Linked DNA regions of Mus musculus: region 2 is linked to region 1. The links are chromatin contacts, called in public HiChIP or PLAC-seq maps. All regions are on one chromosome and are shown on one strand. Each heading gives the region's core, a stretch centred on a gene start, on an enhancer-like site or on the middle of the called end of the contact. The rest is flanking DNA. Distances are from core to core; before and after follow the strand shown.

The links. HiChIP or PLAC-seq counts read pairs in DNA pulled down with a chosen protein or histone mark.
Region 2: a contact with region 1 is called in a BATF HiChIP or PLAC-seq map of CD8 T cells, with 8 read pairs. The contact joins two enhancer-like sites. A contact is called at or near these places in 1 of 39 promoter capture datasets (pre-B cells), 1 of 15 datasets of contacts at CTCF or cohesin (large pre-B cells), 3 of 484 Hi-C or Micro-C datasets (CD8 T cells, cerebral cortex and embryonic stem cells), 6 of 115 datasets of contacts at active chromatin or transcription factors (CD8 T cells, T-cell acute lymphoblastic leukemia, acute myeloid leukemia and 2 more) and 1 of 9 other capture datasets (liver).

What each region holds. Positions count from the first base shown.
Region 1 is chr10:20,989,505-20,993,763 of GRCm38.p6, forward strand. All of the region lies in intron 15 of Ahi1 (Abelson helper integration site 1), which reads left to right. Among named protein-coding and RNA genes, the nearest start is that of Ahi1, 39 kb to the left of the region's middle. Within about 2 kb of position 1,942, at least 40 of the 459 cell types and tissues checked have an H3K27ac peak or open chromatin away from gene starts, as enhancers often do. A contact at or near this core is called in CD8 T cells, where this site is marked.
Region 2 is chr10:21,317,217-21,322,046 of GRCm38.p6, forward strand. The region is part of intron 4 of Hbs1l (Hbs1-like (S. cerevisiae)); the gene reads left to right. It overlaps 4930455C13Rik (RIKEN cDNA 4930455C13 gene), which reads right to left. Exons shown (of 4, transcript NR_045352.1): 4 at 1,872-2,058. Among named protein-coding and RNA genes, the nearest start is that of 4930455C13Rik, 22 kb to the right of the region's middle. Within about 2 kb of position 1,710, at least 16 of the 459 cell types and tissues checked have an H3K27ac peak or open chromatin away from gene starts, as enhancers often do. A contact at or near this core is called in CD8 T cells, where this site is marked.

The DNA of each region.
Region 1 (4,259 bases), core at 692-3,191:
TTTTGTTATTTGGGTCTTATTTGTATGTTAGGAGATTTGTTTGGTTTGGAGGTTTTTATTTATGTGTTTTGACTTTTTTGTTTTGTTTTGAGACAGGATCTCTGTAGCTCAGGCTAGCTTTGAATGTATTTTGTAAGTTTAGGGAGCCTTGAACTTAAGGCAGCCCTCTTGTTTCTGGCTCCTGAGTTTTAGGATTACAAGACAGCAAGCTGGTTTAACCTAATTTCATATTCTGTGATTTTATTTTTTTTAAGCAAATAGCTTTGGTAAATTTTAGTTAGGAAAATTTAATATAAGAGATAGATAGATTTTTAACTGTGATGAAAATGGAGTCTGATGTTCTCAACTGTAAAGATTCCGTATGCCTACCGTAAGGATGATAAAACTTTGGATCTACTTTTTTAGGAATTAAGATGCATTCTGAGAATAATTGGGGTTTATCTTGTTTCTTAAATACTTATTTTCTATTCTGAAATTAGTATTTTTCTTTTCTAGTTGTTAATCTTTCTCAAAAATCAATATTTTATAACCTTCATATATAGTTGTATAAAAATATAAGATCTTTATTAGTTTCTTTGCTTTAGTTGATTATGACATAACATGATTCAGTATTTTTGTAAGCTAGCATAGCATACATGCATGCTATTTATACACATGTCGGCATACATTTGTATATGTTATAGTAATATAGCTATGAACAAATGCTTCAATGGAATAACAAAGCTAAATTTATTAAATCACTACATGTTGGCTTATCTAATGCTCTGATAGATGTGATTAGACAATTGAGCTATCATAAACCTGAAGGTTTTGTTCATGGTACAGAGTGCATTATGCATTTTTCCAGTGAATTGTCTTAAAGAATGCAGAAAAAGAAGGTTTATCTTACTGATCCTTATAGAGAAGAAATGGTTTCTGCAACTTATACCCAAGTTTATAAGATGCTGTTGCTAGTGATAGAGTTTCCAGGCAATGCCTGCCATTTCCATTCATTAGCAGCTGTTGGCAGGGCTGCTACTGCATCTGTTACTGAGTTCTTCAGTCAGCGCCCAGTCTTGTCTCATTGTAATGAGTACCCTGAAACAACTGTTTGCCCCATCCTACTTTTCCCATAGACAAGGAGAATCATGGCCATTACTGTACAATTGGAACTATTCTCCAGGAAAAGAAAGCACAGTTATTGCCTCAGACTCTTAGGAGATTTCACAACCATCTTCATTCAGTTTATAATTTGCTTTCTTTTAGACTTTTGAAATTTTCACTGCAAAGATTAGCTAAGTTCCGCTCTGTCTTGTCCTTCAGTAGCTTCCTGTTGCTAGAAGGGCTTTCTGACTCAGAAGAGCAAGTGGCTTTAGCTGGACAGTGGCATGGAGCTCAGGTTCCTGTTGTGGTCACTTTAGGGACCTTGGCTAATGCCCCCTGCCCTTCTGACCCTCCATCCTTTCATCAAGAGCTCCAAGGAATGAGCCGGTGGCTGTGAGGGAGCCTTGTGAAGTGAAAGGCGCTCTACTAGAAGACCCAGAATTAACACTTGTGTTTATAAAGCTCATCTACCAGTAGCCAGTCAGGGTACAGGAATCCACACTTTACCGTGCTCACAAGCACTTGTCTGTGGAGTTGAGAAGATGATGTTTCTCCCTTTACACCGTTACTCAGCCTTTTCCATTTATCCACTAACCCGGATGCCATACCTGGCCAACTGTATTGCATTTAATACACACAGCTAACGCACGTTAGAGCCACATTGTCTTAGATGCAGGAGCATGGATTTGGGTGAGCATCTCAGAAATGATGATATGAGAATAACAGAATATGGAATTACTTATTTTATGTAACACATTTAAAACAATTTTTGATAAATGCATATACCTTGCCAAAAAAAAATGTTTAAAGCTCAAAATGTTTCACCATATTTCCCAGGCTCTTTGTCGCCTATTTTTAAAAAGGGGAAGCTTAGGAAGAAGTAAGATAACTTCAAGACATCTAAAATCTGGCACAACTCTTTTTAGTGGTATAGGTACAAAACAAATGAGAGTTATTTTAGTCTCTGAGTGTTTTACTCATTGAATATAGGCTACAATCAGTAGTTCAAATAATCATTAGTTTTTTACTAAAATTTTTAATGTTTAATTAACCTATTACAGTTTTGCCCTATATTTTTTTAACACATGGATATTTTGCTCAAACTGTGTTTTCTCAGAATGAAGTTCACATGTGGTTTTACTGAGTTTTAATGATAAAAAGTTCAAAAGAAACAGAACAGCTAAGTTACTTTTAAAATAGCTTCTGAAATATTCAAGGAAAAAGAAGCAAGTTCTTTTTTTTTTTTTTTTTGTAAGTTAAATCAGCTCCAAGCGAGACCACAGTGGTAGCTAAATGTATCAGCCGTCTTTCCGTCCCAGCAGAATCTGTGAGAGTCAGCAAGGGTCTCTCCTGCTGAGCGCATGTTCAGCTTGTGGTCTTTGAGTCCCTCGTTCTACTGAAGTTTTGCTTTTTTTTTGTAAGAAGTGTAATTTTTACTTTCAGAAGGCAGTTTTATTTGTCTGATTTTGAAAGGGTTAATCATCTAGTAATACAAAGTTTAGTCACCGCGTACCACAAATAATGTGCATCGAGGGTTCCCACAACAAAGTACATCTCAGAGAAACGGTTTCTGCTGAATTAACTCCATGAAGCCAGGCGTTAGCAATAAATATTCTGTTATTAAACAGTGTTTGTCTACTTATGTCTCTAGGATGTTTTTGCACATTTAAGAATTATTAGTACCTAACAGCACTATGTATTAACACTATGAATATATCTGTTTAAAATTTTTCACTATGGTTTTATGACATAAGTGTTTTTACAGTTTTACAGGATCTAGGAGTTGAATCACTGAGAACTGGTTTATGTTTTGTTTGTTTGTGTTTTGTTTTGTTTTGTTTATTTGAGGCAGGGCTTCTCTTTGTAGCCCTGGCTATCTTGGAACTCACTCCATAGGTCAGTCTACCCTGGAACTCAAAGATCCACCTGCCTCTGTCTAAGATCAAAGGCATACACCACTATCGCTCAGCCAAAATTTATACTCTTATTTGCCTTCTAAATTTATTAGCAAACGACCTGCTATATTAGGTTTCAAATGGTAAAACTTTTCTCTATAGTATCAGTTTCTCTGGAATATGTAATTTTTGTGGAATTTTTATACCTTGTAGGAAGCAAAGATGTAGGCTTGTTTATTTGTTTATTATCAGCACCTAGCCTGAATGCTGACATACATGACTGTGTATGTTAAGTAGAGTCAAGTCTGTTTGGCAACCTCTTAAAATTGCTAACCCCAGGTAATGAGCCTGAGTTCTCACTAGGTGGCAGTGTCCCTTTCTGTGGCAGTGCAGACCTTTCCCAGCACCTGTTATGCACCAGGCTCACTTGAGCTGTAAACCCAAGGGTTGGACTCAGTTTACCTGCTCATTGCTGGTCCTTTCTCCTGTTTACAGAGGTGATTACACACCCGACAACCTTTAGTCAAACTAAAAGCCATTTCTACAATGACTTCTACAAGGACTTTAGAACTGGAATTCAGTGATCTGGAAACGATCTAGTCAGAAATAGACCGGTGATCTGCTTTGTCATGCTGGTAGCTTTATTTTTCACAGTGTGGCATGCTCTCCCATAGTTCAGGGACATAGACACATTTAAGTTCATAAAATTCTGTTACAGGCAAGCATGGAGGCACATGCATGGAATCCCAGTATTTGGAAGGTAGAGACAGGAGGGTCATGACTTCTAGGTCATCCTTGGGTACACAGAGCTTCCAAGGCTAGAGACCCCATCTCTCAAGTTGCTAATTGCCTATAGTGTTTATAAGGCACTGTGTTTAGCATAGACTTTGGCAGTGTGTGTTTGCATTAAGAATTAAACTTCTTACAGAATAGAGTTATTTCTTTTTTCTTTTTTAAAAGATTTATTATTATCCATAAGTACACTATAGCTGTCTTCAGACACCCCAGAAGAGGGCGTTAGATCTCATTACAAGTGGTTGTGAGCCACCATGTGGTTGCTCGAATTTGAACTCAGGCCCTTCAGAAGAGCAGTCAGTACTCTTACCTGCTGAGTCATCTCACCAGCCCAAGAGTTATTTCTTGAATTTTATGAAAATATAAGATGGCACCACTAGTGAATTTGGGATTATTGAGAACAGTGGCAGTCATAGCTAAGATCAAGTACTTTCTTATAGAATACTTCCCAAATACTTGAGAAAAAATCTCATTATTGTCACTATT
Region 2 (4,830 bases), core at 460-2,959, 330 kb after region 1:
TCTTTAGCTGCTGAGACATTTCTCCAGCCCCCTTACTCTAGTTCTAAAAATCTTTTATCCTTTAAGTTCTTCTTAGCTATAGTATCTTTACTATTGTTCATGCTAAAATATAAAATTATTTTCTGGTGGTTGGAGAGAGAGCTCAGCGATTAAGAGCACTGGCTGCTCTTCCAGAGGACTTGGGCTCAATTCCCAGCACCCACATGTCAGCTCACAACTGTCTGTAACTCCTGTTCCAGGGGATGTGACACCCTTGCACAGAAATACATGCAGTCAGATCACCAATGTACATAAAGTGAAAATAAATTAGATCAAAAAGTATTTTCTCATTCATATTCTGCATTCTTTGTCTGCTGTTAAGTTTTCTTTATTTTTCTTAGAGTATCTCCATGTCTCAGCCCCGTTTGAATATTTTTTATTTGAGGAAGAGGGAAATCATTTAGTTTAAAAAAATATATTTAGTTCATATTTTAAATTCTGAAGCCGGGCGTGGTGGTGGACGCCTTTAATACCAACACTCGGGAGGCAGAGGCAGGCGGATTTCTGAGTTCGAGGCCAGCCTGGTCTACAGAGTGAGTTCCAGGACAGCCAGGGCTACACAGAGAAACCCTATCTCAAAAAAACCAAAAAAAAAAAACAAAAAAAAAAAAAAAAAAAAAAATTCTGTATGTGTGTGGGGTTGTATGTACACATGAACACAGCTTCCACGGGAGCCAGCAGATGGCATCAAAATCCCCTGGAGCTGAAGTTACAGGTGGTTTATCCAGTGTGTGTCCTCAGAACAGAACTCACGTCCATGCAGGAGCAGGAGACACACTTAACTGCTGAACCATCCGTCCAGCTGCTGGAAGTTCATACTCTACAGCATCACTGAAGAGTAACGGGGAGTGTGCAAGGCCAAACTCAGGCCGTCTTGTATTCTTGACCTTGCTATATTCTACTCTGGATTCAGGCTCAGCACAGTTTTATAAATACTTCATTTTCTTTCTTTGAGACATAGCTTAAACCTCTTACCTTTAATAGTAATTCGTGTTATTTCTAAAATAGTGTATTAAATGTTATCTTTCTTAATTTTGATAACTCTGTTAACATATATGTTAAAACATGCTGGTAGAAAATGCACATAGCCTAAGAATGGGTCACCCATACAGTTCGTATGAGTGAGTTGTTAAATGAGTGTATGAGAGAAGATTTAAGTCAGCACAACCCGTCAGTTCTCTGATGTGCTCACCTTGTCACCTCTGGGGTGGCTCACACCTTTAATCACAGCACTCTGGAGAGCAGAGGCAGGCTCATCTCTGAATTCTAAGCTAGCCTGGTCTATAGTGAGTTCCATCCAGGACAAGCCAGGACTATACAGAGAGGGACCTCGTCCCCCCCTCCCTCCCCCCAAAAAATCATGTCTCAATAGTGGCTTTATCATGCAGACCCCGTGTTGTGTATCTGTACCAGGTGTGACTGCGGAGATGGTGTTGTTTAAAAGTATCCTTAGACCATGGCTGAGTTATTTCCTACGAGTGCCAAGCTCCTGTCTAAGATCCCTTGCTCCTCCTTGTGCTTCGATCCCTCAGGCTTCAGAGTGGAAGCGAGGGAGTGGTGGGGATGGGCTGCTGGTAGGAGCTGCAGCCTCTCTCCTCTCTCATGGCATCCTGGAAGTGTCCTGTGATTGGTCTGAAGACTTTACAATGAAGGGTTAAGATGAGAGTCTGACTGCTACTCAGTTTATGTGACCTTGCAGTAGTAATGCACTAAAATAGATTTCATTTTACTGCAGTCAGTTCTGGTTTTCTAGGCTGTTAAAATAGGCATAAGTAAGTAACTTCTCTAATTTTCCATTATAAATGTATTTTCTTGGAAAGTTTTCACTAATTGATCCTTTACTGAGTATTTTTATTCAAACAATAAGAAGAATGTATACATCTTGTAAAGATAACTGAGAATGAATTGGCTTTGTGCTTACTGTTATGTGGGAGTTTTTTCAGAGGAAGTGGTTGAATTCAGTGAAGAAGCTTAAGTACTCCGTAATGTTCTCAGAGTCTCTTCATATATACACCTACACTGGAAAAATTGAAGCATGAATTGCTTAATTTAAAAATAATTTACTTTAGATTCTTAAAGCTTTTTTATTTAAAGCATATAAGTTACTTGAATATTACATAGAACTTCCTTTTAATCCTAGTAACTTTGTTTTTAAAATTATCAGGATTAAAATTAGATATATTTACATACAATTATTTCATTCTATGGCAATGATAAGTCTTTCAGTCTTTGAATACATGCTACTTACTACTGAATATTTTAGTGAGGAACACAGTGGAGGGAGAGGAGAGATCAATTCAGTGAAACCAGGTTTCACTACTTCTATTCCTTTCTAGAAAGACTTCAGAGAGAAGTATGCCAGCGTCAGGGTTACAGAGAAAGTCAGAGCTCGGGCTCTCAAAACCCAAAGGGTGGGAAGCCTGGGATGTTTGCTCACTCCTCCTGCGTCTGCCTCACAAATGCTGCAGTTGCAGCCATGTGCCACTCTAGCTAGCTTCCTTAAAACCTTATTTCTAAGATTGTATTTTTAATTATGTATGTGTGCTTGCATGCACACACATGTGTGAATGCAACTTATAGAGGCCAGAAAGAACATCATATCCTCTGATTGGAGTTATAGGCAGGTGTGAGCTACCTTCCTGAAGAGGCTGCCGGGACCTGAACTCAGACCTGAGAGGGCTGTATGTGTGCTTTACCCCTGAGCCCATGTCTCTAGCCCCCTTGAAGAGCTTTGTAGTAGCCCACTGAGGCGGTGTCTGGTGATTTTATTTAACCAAATACACCTGAATTTAAGTTGTTTGTTGTGCAGTCTCAGTTATTTCGTGACAGGTATGATTCTGTTGTGACGCTGAGAGATGAAAGGGGTGGCTGTTGTAAGATGTTTATTAAACTGATTTTACATAGAATTTTGAGTCCTAATAGCATTGCTGAGGCTCTTTAGTAAAGGGTTTCATTTCACACTGATGAGTGTTAATTTGTATGGAAGTTGTACCTGTGAGTGAGCTGCCAGGTGCGGGGACAGATATGTGGCACTTCTTGGGCAGTCATGACACCAGCTGTCAGAGTGCCTGAAAACGGTGGTACCTGGAGCGGTTTGCTGTGCGTTAGCATTGCTTCTGTACCATTTACTGGAGAGGTCGGAATCTGCCTCACAGGCTTCTGGGAGAAGCAAGCTCCCCTGTGATCTTGCGAGCACAGCATCTCACAGGTGGAAAATGCCCAAGCTGAGGCAACCGCTCTTGGTTCTCAGAATCCCCTTTAGTGAACTGAGGCACTCGCTTTGCCCAACTGACTAACTCAGAGATTTGTAGTTTAGATGAATTATCTGCTAACTTTCCACTACTTGCCCATTTTTTAGCACTCTAAAGTATGTTCTTTAATATACTCAAAACATATACAGAGATTTTTTTTTTACCCCCTCAGGGAAATGGTTGTGAGCTACCGGGTGGGTGGTAGGTGCTTGGCAGAGACCTCAGATCCTGCAGCTCCGTGCTGTCAGCCCCAAGCTCGCTTTAGTTTTGAAAGCAGTCTGCTCACACACAATTCTTAGAGTAGTCGTGATGTTAGATGAGTGTCAAGTGTTAGGTACTCAAAGTAGGAAATTCATGGGGATCTTAGAGAAATCTGGAGTGAAAATGAGATAAACGCCCACGATAGAGTGCTGAAGAGCAGCAGTGTACTTGTATAGATGGCTTTCCTGGGTGGATGTGGGTGAGGATTTAAACTTCTTCCTGTAATGTAGGAAAGGCTTTAGTTTTCAGGCTATTATAATTTTGGCCTAACAAGCAAACTTTTTGGTCAGATCAATAATAGTATTAATAAATAAAATGTGGTTTTGTTCAGATATGTGAGTTTGGTTTTTTTTTTTTTTTTCTGTGCATATGCACATATGGAGGCCAAAGGTCAGTCTTTGGTGTCATCTCAGGAGTTACTCGCCCACCTTGTGTTTTGGAACATGGTCTCACTCAGATGCAGGGGCTGCCTGACCGCTGAGCTAGGGTCTGCCTTCCCCCTCCCTGGCTTGGCTTCTTATGTGGATCCTGAGGATTAAAACCAGGTCGGTCGCCCTGCCTTACAGTAAACACGGTACCAGCTTCTGTCTCCCCAAGCCCAAATACAGTGATGTAAGGAATAATTTCTCAAGCACTGTATCAGCTCTTTCCCAAGTGACCAAGAAAAGTTGTTACTGCTCTGATGGCTACAACTTTTACTTTGTATCAAGGTTTATGAGAACTCAAGCATACATTGAAATCTACTTACTGCATGCATAAATGAATGTATGTACAGTGTGCTTGTGTGTATACATGTTTGTGCATGTGTGTGTGTGTATACAAGTAGGTACTCTGCATGTGGCTGCCCAGGGTTGATTCTTCTGCTTTCCTCATTGAGGCAGGAGCTCGGTCAAACCAGAACTACCCCATATTGGTGGTCTTGTTAGCCAGCTTGTTCTAGGAATGCCATGTTCTCTTTCTGGCACTATAATTACATGTGGGCTGTCATATGCAACTTTGACATTAAGCCTGACATTTTGACGAGTTTCTGGGGATCTGAACACTGGTCCTCAGGCTTTTTCAGCAAGCAAATCAGCCTCTGAGCTCCTTCCCCAGGTCTTGAAGTTTTTGTTTTCTCAAGTTAATGGATTTGGTGTTACTTCCAAAGACTTGAAATCTGGCCCCAGCGATTCTGTCTTGTCTGTCCCCTTCATTAGTGGGTGCTGAATGATGGATTTGAGGGATCGTTCAGACCAGAGTGCAGCTGGACTGTTGAAGGAAGTGGTCCAGTCTCTAGTCT